3 separate regions of the Mus musculus genome follow, and regions 2 and 3 are each linked to region 1. The links are chromatin contacts, called in public Hi-C and HiChIP or PLAC-seq maps. All regions are on one chromosome and are shown on one strand. The core of a region is the stretch at or near the end of the contact, and the rest is flanking DNA. Distances in the headings are between cores, read along the strand shown.

Region 1 (3,579 bases), core at 443-2,942:
CATGATTCCTATCATCTATAATCAACTGGTCTCATCACCCTTCTCTTCTGATTCCCGATTCATGTTTACTTCTGAAGGACTCAGTCTTCCATCTCTTGCCAGAATTTCTGAGCAGATATGAGCAGACTTTATTTGGTGGGGGAGGGGATGCAGCCCAGGCTAGTCTCGAACTTGCTATGTAGTCCTGGAGGGCTTTGAACTCAGGTTTGTCCTGCTTCAGCCTTCCGAGTGGTGTGATTACAAGCCTGTGCTACCACACCCAGCTTATGACTATAGTATTAGTATTAGAAGCTTCTCTTTAAAAATCATAAAGGGCCGGGCAATGGTGGCGCACGCCTTTAACCCCAGCACTTCAGAGGCAGGAGCAGGCAGATTTCTGAGTTCAAGGCTAGCCTGGTCTATAGAGAGAGTTCTAGGACAGCCAGGGCTACACAGAGAAACCCTGTCTCAAAAAAAAAAAAAAAATCAGAAAGGAAGGCTCTACATTTCAGAGCCCCCTAAGGCTCTCTTTGGGAGTGTTTCTATCTCTGTTGATGGCCAAGGAGTCCACAGGAAATGGGATTGCTCTTTAGTTACTGAGCCCCACCAATGCTTAGCCCCTGTGGTGGCCACCCATGGTTGTCTGTAGGGAGTTAGGGGACAGACAGAATATGGGCACCTTGGATGGGTATCCGCAGACCTGTGTGCTAAGCTCCTTAAAGGCTGTAGTAATAGAGAGGTCTGAGGGTGAAGGGGAGGTGTGGGGAGAGCCAAAGGCCAGAGGTTGGCTCTCCATTCTTTTGGAGGACCACATAAAAGTTTGGGTGAGGATTAAAAAGTGAAACATGATCTTCTAGGGTTAAGAAGAGCTATTTACTGGAGTAGGGGGCATATCACTTAAACAGCTCCACCTGTAGCTCTTAAACAAGGAAACGTAGCTCTTCACAGCCTTGTGCTGCCCAGGCCTGAAAAGGGTCTTCATTACATCCAGGTTGTGCACGGATTCAAACAAAACTTTAAGGCTTTTAGGTTTGTGGCACAAGGGGGCAGAGATCAGGGCATGTGCCCTGTATCCTTACTTATTGACCTCCCCCACCCTGCATTTCAGCATGCCCTTAACCCTGGAGCCTGCTGATTTTGTTTGTAAGGGCATGGATCTTTTGTGATAGGCTTTCTTGGAGGTCATGGCAACGGCTGTTGCGATAGATGTGTGCTCATGCCAGCAGAAATGTTCAGAAACGACTGGGCAACTGGGCACGGTAGCCGTGTTAGGGGGCCACCAGGAAGTTTTCACTTACAACCCTCACATGTGCCTCGTATTAGTGTGCACAGGGAAGGGACACCTGTAAACTCAGTATGCAAGGATTCCTCCACCAAAGATGTCATCTTTTCGAGATGAAATCGAAAAGAACAGTGACAAATAACTCAGGATTAGTGGCGGCAAGGCCTGTTGATCCCGAGTCCTGGCTCCCAACTCCAGGGAGAGCCCTGGCACTGCCTGCAGGCTGACCTGATTCCGTCCTGCTGTCGCGTGCTGGTGAGCCTTGGCTCTGACTCCGACCCCGCAGGTCCTGCTGACCCTGGGCTGCAGAAGCCGGCGGAGAGAGGGGCCCATGGGTTGCGCCTGAGCCAGCTGGGCCACTTCACCCCAAAGGCCCGAAGGCCTGCGACCACAGCCATTGCAGCCAAGAAAAGCAAGGTTGACTGTGCAAGCAGCCTAGGCCTCGGGTTTTTCCCTTTTAGACCTGGTCACTCAGAGCCCCGCCTTCAGGGCCCCACCCCCAAAGCCCTGCCCCGGTGTCCTTCTCCTGGAGCCACGCCCCCAAACCCGGGCTGCGAAACTAGTGGAGCGGGGCGGGTGGGGTGGAGGGGCTCGGGGCCCTGCCCTGGGTGTAGGTCACAGAATGAAACTCATTTGCCAGAGCCAGTGATTTGTTTGATTTAGTCAGGCTGTGAAGGAGTTTAAGGGAGGGGAGAACTGGGTTGGCTCGTTTCTTTGTGTAGCGACACCAGGAATGTGCCGGATGTTGTGAAATGAGTGTCATCCGGTGATGAGTGGCAGGAGCTATGTACCACATTGCTGCGCCCACGCCTCCCACAGGAAACTCTCCTATGCCTTGTGGGTGATCCTGGATCACAAGGAGTGTTTAGCCTACTATAACTTTGAATGTTTTGCATCTTCCCGTGCAGACGCGGGAGACCGGTATTTATAGCTTGGGCTTTCCACATTCGCCCAGGGGAAGCCTGGAATCCGTTTCAGGATCCCAGTGGCTAGATGAGAGGCATATCCTACAGTGAAAGGCTTTTAAGTAAATCCTTGCGGTGTGGTAATTCTTGCAAATGTGGGTATTTGTGGGAGACACAGAATAAATAATCTTAGCTCTTAAGATCTTGTTGCTTCTAGAGGGAGGTGCCATCCCAGGAGCCCGAACTCTTTCCCAATGGGTTCTGCAAGGATAACAGTATATACAAGATATACAGTATATACAATACATTCATTAAATCTCAGAAAGTAAAAAGATTTACAAGGGTGTCCTATAAGATGACCAACCTGCAAGGCATTGAAGGGGCATCAGGGATGCAGCCTCTGTGAGTCTTATGTGTGCTGCTGTGGGATTTTAATCCATGCAGCTGCCTTTGAGTCTTTTGTGCTCCTGCAAGTAGCTCCTCACCCCTACCTACAGAGGTAACCCCAGTAGACTTACCGGTTCCCTAAGCTAGCCTTGGGTAGAATCGTTTCTTTGCTCTGTGGATGTCATCCTAGAAAAAGTCACACAAGGGGCTTGTTTTTTCCTTTTGTTTTGAAACGGGGTTTCTCTATGTAGTCTTGGCTGTCCTGGAACTTGGGTAGCCTCAAACCCACAGAGATCCACTTGCCTCTGCCTCGTGAGTGCCGGGATTAAAAGCATATACCGTCACTGCCCACTGCGAAGCTGTCATCCTCAGCTTTATAACAGGACAAAACAGTGTATAAGGTGATATTTCAAAATATCATTGAAGACTCTCCCACTACCCTTCACCCCTCCATTTCCTTGACTGTTGTTCTATCTAAAAAGCTAGATTATTCTTTGTTTCTGTGAAGAAACCCAGAATCCAGAAGAATCCAGCTGGTTAGAGGGTTGCAATTCTTGACCTCTGGGTTTTTAAAGCTTGACTCGTAGGGATGGAAGGCTACAAAGCAAGCATAATAAATTAGACTTGCCTTGATAGAGCTGGCCTATGAGTTTTGAAATGATCTCCCTGACCTCGGTGGTGTGATGTGACCACTGAGTAGCAGGTAGCTGCAGGAGTTACCCTTCAGGTCGTGCGTGTTAAGAGTACCAGGCAGATGCTAAGGTTGGGTGCCAGAGGGGGAGGTCTGTGGGGGGCCAGGTGGCTCAGAACAAGCTTTCAGCCAGACTAAGGTTTGGGGCAAGTGTAGGGCAAGAAGAGCCTATGAGAAAGGGAAGAAGAAGGTGATTATTATGGGAAAGAGAGCTAGCCAAGGTTTCCCTAGCTGAGAATGGAATAGTGAGAGCCTCAGCTAGGATAGAGGCAGTGGGATCCTTTTTCTTTGGTAGACTCTCAGAGAAGATACAAGATCCCAGTGTCAGGGCAGAT
Region 2 (3,579 bases), core at 352-2,851, 500 kb after region 1:
ATCTATGCTACTAACAGGATGCCCAAGGGAAACAGGGCTAAAATAAACGGGCATGCCATTATCTTAAAGGGGTCTGCCATCTTGAATGTCAAGAGCACTGGGATCAGGAATTTGGAACACTAACTTAAGCTTGGGATTTAATGAGCTCCTCCAGAGGCTCTGATTCCGAGTAACCAACCGTGTTGCCACCTTCTCAAGAGATCACTGACATATCCGACTATTCTCATCCCTTGACTCATTCTACCACAATCTTCTAAGTATTAAGAATACTTACCTCAACTGTGTCTATTTTCTAGGTACATAATTAAAACACTCAAGATTTTCCTACCCAAAAGATCCAGAATGAACATTTCATAGCTTATCCAGCTTACAAAGCCAGGTATTAGTCATTTTGCTTTCCTCTCACTGCTTTCTTCTACTCTTTCTCCTTTTTACTACTCCTTATCGAGTTCCTAATGTGTGCTAAGTTCTCCACTGAGCAATGATCTTGCAACATTCTATACTTTAGTCCTCAGAAGTCTTCCAGGGAGGATTTCACTTCCATTTGGGAAAAGGGGCAAAGAAAAAACACAATTTCAAATTATAATGAAGTTTAAAATAATAGATAAGAGTTTAACACACAAATATACATGCTCCCTCTGAGGATTAAGGGGACGGGTCAGCTTAATGTGAAGTAGTATCTATTAGGTAAGGGATGGCAGTTCTTTCTCAGCATCCAATGCTAAATACCATTACAGTAGAAAAGGACTTTGCACTGCTGAACTAATCAGGCTGCAATGAATACCTAAAAGTCCATGGTCACAATTCTTGTTATAAACTCAGTGTGTCACAAAACAAACTGAAAAGCCTTGAACATGAAGAAGGGATCTGTCAGGAAGGGACAGGCAGGGGACATAATAGTGGTCAAAATGCATTGTACATATGAGAAAGTGCCCCAAACAAAAAAGTAAGACCAAATTTGAAAAGGTGAGATTTGAAGGCCTGCATAGTTATTTTTCTCCCCTCCTGGAGAGAAAATAGAAGATGGAGACTTGCAAGACTCAGGAACATCACAAATGTAAAGGAAGGCTCCATTTCAAGGTTATATAGCCAATAACACTCTCCAAGGGGACAGGATAGGAGACCACTAAGTGGCAAGCTGGGCAGGAAGCTCCAGCGATACACCCTTCCTGCTGTCACCCATGCCGGGAGGACTTTTTTTCGATGCAGCTGCTCACAGTCACCCATGCTCCTAGAAGAAACCTTAACATAGATTGGGTGGAAGAATTTTGCCAGTCTGTTACCAGTGACCTATCTGGATAAACAGACGTTTGTTCATGTTTCCTCAGGGAAATAATGCAGCAGAAGGCCTGTTTGATGCATTGGGGCTGACTCATTATGCCAGTGTAAAAGCTGCACCAGGCCCCATCTCCTTGTATTAATTTGGAAAACCTTCAGAAAGACACTCTAGAAAGACTTTAACTGATCTTGTTCTAAATTCCACAGCGAGATGAAAGAAGGAACACTAAAAATGAAGAAAAAGAGGAAGGGGGCTATGTAGGTATGATACTGAAAAGGGAAACGCCACACTTCCTGTCACATGACCTCAGCTCCCTTACTCTTTCACTTTATCTCTATCACAGGAAAGGCACTGAACTCTGGAGCACATAAGCATAATATTTTCTGACCAGCAGGCCACCAAAAGATACTGACTGCCACATGAGTCTGGGCTACCTATTTCCCGTCCCATGATCCCTCAACCTTCAAATCATCATTATAGAGGGTTTTGCATCAGTTCTTTTAAGACAGATGGGCAAGGTCCACTCTTGAGAACAGCGGAGTTAGCTGCTGCACCCTTGCCTTCTTAACTTTTATTCGGTGCTCTATGTTTACCACTTCTATATACAAATTTGGCTTATACTCTGTACTTTACCTGATGTTCCAACATTTCAAGTATAAGCACCAGAATCCCATGGTTTAGTATTAATTCAAAGAGCTTATCTATACAGAGCCTCACTCCATACTTTAGGATCTTCAAAACTTCAATCAGAACCTTTTTTTTTTTTTTTATTTTTGGGAACACAGCCCCTCGTCTTAATTCCTTGCTGTGGGTTTTCCCTCTTTTCACCCTTCTGGCTTACTGCTCAGTCTTTTGAAGTTAACCTGCTAGACCTTTCCATGTTGTCCACCTTCCAGACTTCGTGATTCACGCTGCTCCTCTTTGGAATGCCTCCATCTACTTGATGTAACTTCAATAATACTTGCTAATACTGGCCATGGTGTCCTAGATAGCAGCAAAAAGGCTTTGCATGGTAAAAAGTTATTAAGCTACCTGCTCCATCCAGCTTGCTTCTGCTTCTGGAATCACTTGTAACACTGAGCAACTGGGGAGCAGTTTGGCTCATTATCTTGTCAGATACCTTTTTTCCTACACACCTCAATGCCTATAATACCCATATAACTTTCTATATGTCTATAAATATGATCTCCATTGAATTATAGTAGCATCTGTACTTTAAAACGAAGTTAAAATGGAGAGAGACGGTAAAAACCAGCTGTACTTTCTGGATCCTGTAGGAGACACATCTTGGTCGCTTGGCAGGCTGGGTTACAGAATCTGCTTCAGAAACCTAAGGTATAATTCACCTGACAATGCTTTATAATGCTGAGACTCCAGGAGAGCTGAGGGCGATCATCACAGAACATTCCATTGTAACCCTTTACTTCTGTCCTCTGATTCCAGCTTATGATTTTTAATAGGAATAGAGAAATCATGTTCCTTTATTCTTCAACATAATCACTGCCTGAAGTTTATATTATGAGTTTCTCTAATTTGTGTTCATGCCAGAGTGTGAATAGTGGATTAGTAGAAACTTCTCTGAGTCATTTACAAATAGAGTGAAAAAATACTGATCTTAGCTATCAACTTCTGCGCTGTCTGGACTGCTATCCCCATCTACCTTGATCGTGTTTCACCACTGTGGTTTGTCCCCACTCACCGATCAGCTCTGTGGAGGGAAACCTGCTACTTTGCATCCCACTTCCATGTAGCTGACCACCCAACTCAGATAAAAGGAAGCCTGGAGAATGCGGCCCACCATAGTGTATCATCTCCCATGTGCCTTCTGTGCTCCTCTCTCTATGGATATACTCATCAAAGTTGACCCGAGGCCCAGTTCTTTAATATGTCTAACTGTTCTAGTTTGCTGTCAGAGTGTTTCTAATGTTAACCCTAAAGTATCACTGAGACTCCTAAAGTTAATTTTCTACAGAGTTTTACAATATGGGTCAAAATACTTTCAATTTCCTTAACCAATTTTCAAAAAAGCCAATATACTAGCATCTATCATTTTTGCTACCCAAACAACTAATTTTAAGACAATATTATTTTAGGTTGATTTCTACTTTTCTGTTTGTCTAGTTACCTAATTACTTGGTAGTTTTCAAAAGTTTTGATGATCATAATGATTGTTCTATGCATACTCACAGTGGAACCTTCAGGATGCTTACTTGTAACTGGAGGAAAAACATGTCTTGTAAAAAAGTTTGGGTTAACCAATATTGGAAAATAAAGGTAAGACTAGGTGGTTCTAGAATCAC
Region 3 (3,579 bases), core at 531-3,030, 380 kb after region 1:
GATGGGGTTCAGGCAGTCCAGGAACCTCCTAAGCTTTATGGAAAAAAAAGTGTGCTTGTTATGTGTGAAACTTTCTTTTTCTGTAAAGGATCCCAGAAAGTTGTATATAACCTTGGACTTACCAAGATAACTGAAAAAGACCAAAGTTCTGGGGGAAAAAATTGAATGAAATTTCTACAGATGGGGCAGTAAATTATATGATATGAGAAACCAAGAAGAAACTGGAACTAAGGAATAGTAGGAAAAGAAAAGGATCCTCTTTTTCAGTGTAAACACACACACACACACACACACACACACACACACACAGACTCACACACACACAGACTCACACACACACACACACACACACACACACACACACACACACACACACAGAAGCCAGAGAGCCTGTGCTCATGTTCCCACAGGTATAGCTGAATAGTGGACTCAACAGAGATTGAAGCTAGGCAGTGCCACAGCCCTGAGGCCTGAGAGAAGCTCCCTTCATCTTCCTGTGGCTGTGTTACCAGCTGAACAGGAGGATGCTTGGTAGGTGAGCACAGGGCACAGTGCCTTCTCCCTCGACCCAGTCTGACACAGGTCAGACGCCTCTTCTGGCCATCCCTCTCTGTGGCCGTCGCACATCAGTCTGCGGTCTAAAAGCTCCCGACATCTTGTATTCGGTTTATAACGGGTGTGATCCTAGGTGATTAGAAGGAGCTTGGGAAACTTACTGGGCATGGTACTTTTCAACCCTTCACTGACAACAGCACAGCCCTGGTGACAGGTCTGGGCTCTTTCTGCCACAAGCTGGTACCTGGCCAGGGCGTTCTCACTCAAAATGAGACACGTCGTCATTATGAGTCCTCTAGGGTCAGAGGTCGGAGAGAAGGTAAGGGTTCCATGTAAGGAAAGCAGGCGCTGCCCACCCTCACCAGACTCCCCGAGCAGAGATTAACTTAGCTTTACCTTAGCTGCCTTCAGCTGCTCCCACCCACAGGTGTTCTCTGGAACTGGAGGATCTCTCCTCCCTCTACTGACTCTGTCTGACTTTCCCTGGGCTCCACAGGCAGTCTTGGCTTCCAGTCATTTGGAATCCACACTTGTGGTTTCTTTCACTCCTTCCTGTGGTGAGGAGTGCTCCCTGCCTTTCCTTCTTTCTCAGCCCCTGCCTGCAGTAGGCTCTTCTCCCACCTCCACTCAGACTTTCTCTTTCGCCATGAAAGGGCACCAGACTGGAAGGCGCCTGTCATCCTTCTTAGAAGCTGGCTCCTGCTTGGCAAACAGCTTTTCTGAGAAGAAAAATGGCCACATTTAACTTGTGCTCAGCTGGGCACCTCTCAAACCCAGGGCAGAAAGGTAACTAAACATGCGAAACACTTAAGTTTTAGGAAACCTAAAAGTGAGTCACTATGATGACAACAAAAGAAAAAATGTGGGAGTAAGGAGATTTACGTTTTCAGTCATTACTTAAGAAGGAAAAAATCCTCCAAAATGAGAAAATTATGTACAAAACAGATGCACAAAATTCCTACTTGAAATTTAAGATTAAAAAAATTATTTATAAGGAGAAGGGCATCAAAATTTAATTTAATGTTCACCTTAGGTAATTTTGTGTCTTATTGTTCATAGCAATTACCATAAATCTGCATATCAATAAGTGAGAACAGATGTCAGTTGTTACAAGTGCTTGCCAATCAGGTCTGTTAAAAAGTGACAGATGGGTGGTTACAGAGCTCTCTCATAAGGCCTATTAGCACATTCACAGGAAGTGTCTGTGCTGTGGACTGCTGGAGACTCAGGGAAGAACGCAGGGCCTCTGTGGGCCATGAGCACACTTCATGCTGGGAGCTGCTCCAACTGGAGCTTCTCTGACTGCCCAGACACTGGTTTTGCAAACCCTCTTCTCTATTTGTGAAAGACACTCTCAGACAATCTTCTCAGAGACTGTTTTTAATTCACAAAAGAAGCATCTTGTTGTCTTAAGCAACTGTTTCAATTAATAATTTATTATTACTTTCAAAATTTGGAGCAGATATTTAGAAGGCAATTAGTCAACTTAACCAAATTCAAACTCCAGCAGTTGCACTATTCCTCAGTAGCTAATTCCTCTTCACCTACAGCTTCAGCTCCTAATGATTTCTTAGGAATGTTTGATTCTGGGGATAGGATGTAGTTCAGCTGGTAGAGTGCTTGTCTGTCCTAAGCAAAGCCCTGGGTTCTGCATCCAGCACCACAGAAACTGGTTGTGGTAGTACATACCTATAATCCTAGGATTTCAGAGGGTTGAAGCAGGAGGGCCACGAGTTCAAGGTCATTTTTGGTCAAATACTGAGTTGGAGGCTAGCCTGGGTAAGGCCCTGTCTTTTAAAATAAAAAAAAATGGCTGGAGAGATGGCTCAGTGGTTAAGAGCACAGGCTGCTCTTCCAGAGGACCTGGGTTCAATTCCCAGCACCCAGGTGGCAGTTCACAACAGTCTGTAACTCTAGTTCCAAGGGATCTGACACCCTCACATAGACACACATGCAGGCAAACCATCAATGGTCATAAAACAAAAACCCTTCTTGTTCTAGAAAATATTCTTGTTTGACATACGCAGTAAATTGGAAACACTTTCCAGAATGAAAGGAGGCAGTTTCTTGTTTTCTCTGAGCAGCTAGTTCTTTAGTAGCTGTGGGGCTCTACTTTCAGCTGGGATTTGTGATTTGCCATTAGGCCATCTGGGTAGGTACATCACTGGAGTTTGAGGTTATACAAACATACCTGACCTGGCTGGGTCACACTGCAGACAGAGCAGGTTTTGGACCAGGTTAACTGGGCTTGAAATACGGATCCATATCCAGCTCAGTGATTTGTATTAAGTTTGCTGGCCCTTCTCACCCCTTTTCAAATGGCATGCTAAAAGTCACATAATCATAAAGTGGTTTGGGGAGGTTTGTATCCTAATTCATACCAGTCCATTTAATGGTGCTGGCTGTGGTCTCAACATAACATTTAACCTTTTTTGATTGCAGCATACTAAAGAGGTGATTTTGCCTTTTATACTCTTGGAACTGTGATTTTCTAAGGATCTAAGTTAAATGCAAATGTGAAGTGTTCCTCTTTTCTCATTAAACAATCTTCTAAGGTGCTGCTACCGTAGCCATGCAGAAGTTAAAGACCAAAGGCTACCTGGTCCTTGTTCTTTCTCCTTCACCTCAGGTATGCACTCTTAGGAAGATGCAGATCCCACACTTGCCAAATCTCAAAAATTCATTGAACAAACACTAGAGGTGAGTAGAATATCAATATGCTGTGTTAAAAGTTTTAAAAGGGAAAGTCAAATCAATGAAAAGAAGGCTCTTTCCCCTCACCTTCACAGAAGCAGAGTGAGTACACATAAAGGAGTTTAGCTGATGAAGAGTTGATTCTAAATCCATTTCTGCTATAAAACTCCTTATTTAGTAAAGGTTCTGTTTATAGAAATAATAAAAAATTTGTAGTTTCAAGGGAAAATGGTTAAGACTTTTCGAAGAAAACATATGGCTGATGTATAGTTACAGTATAAAGTATATAGCTCATCATACTATATACACTGAAGACAGAAGCCAAATGCA

Evidence for each region. A called contact is a pair of places that touch in the nucleus more often than the background predicts. HiChIP or PLAC-seq counts read pairs in DNA pulled down with a chosen protein or histone mark.
Region 2: a Hi-C map of B cells shows a contact between it and region 1, with 2.5 times the contacts expected there. The contact joins the enhancer-like site here to the promoter of Echdc3 in region 1. A contact is called at or near these places in 5 of 39 promoter capture datasets (the C10 cell line, embryonic stem cells, hematopoietic stem and progenitor cells and 2 more), 3 of 484 Hi-C or Micro-C datasets (B cells, the C10 cell line and CD4 T cells) and 7 of 115 datasets of contacts at active chromatin or transcription factors (the 230-238 cell line, embryonic stem cells, large pre-B cells and 3 more).
Region 3: a contact with region 1 is called in an HNF4G HiChIP or PLAC-seq map of pancreatic cancer cells. The contact joins the enhancer-like site here to the promoter of Echdc3 in region 1. A contact is called at or near these places in 2 of 39 promoter capture datasets (frontonasal cranial neural crest and hippocampal neurons), 1 of 484 Hi-C or Micro-C datasets (embryonic stem cells), 1 of 115 datasets of contacts at active chromatin or transcription factors (pancreatic cancer cells) and 1 of 9 other capture datasets (embryonic stem cells).

What each region holds. Positions count from the first base shown.
Region 1 is chr2:6,211,302-6,214,880 of GRCm38.p6, forward strand. Echdc3 (enoyl Coenzyme A hydratase domain containing 3) reads right to left here and starts at 1,693. Exons shown (of 5, transcript NM_024208.4): 1 at 1,490-1,693. The coding sequence starts at 1,659. The region is part of intron 1 of A230108P19Rik (RIKEN cDNA A230108P19 gene); the gene reads left to right.
Region 2 is chr2:6,709,685-6,713,263 of GRCm38.p6, forward strand. The region is part of intron 2 of Celf2 (CUGBP, Elav-like family member 2); the gene reads right to left. Among named protein-coding and RNA genes, the nearest start is that of Celf2, 170 kb to the right of the region's middle. Within about 2 kb of position 1,602, at least 100 of the 459 cell types and tissues checked have an H3K27ac peak or open chromatin away from gene starts, as enhancers often do. A contact at or near this core is called in the 230-238 cell line, B cells, hematopoietic stem and progenitor cells and 3 more, where this site is marked.
Region 3 is chr2:6,593,176-6,596,754 of GRCm38.p6, forward strand. All of the region lies in intron 8 of Celf2 (CUGBP, Elav-like family member 2), which reads right to left. Among named protein-coding and RNA genes, the nearest start is that of Gm52546, 120 kb to the left of the region's middle. Within about 2 kb of position 1,781, at least 94 of the 459 cell types and tissues checked have an H3K27ac peak or open chromatin away from gene starts, as enhancers often do. A contact at or near this core is called in hippocampal neurons and pancreatic cancer cells, where this site is marked.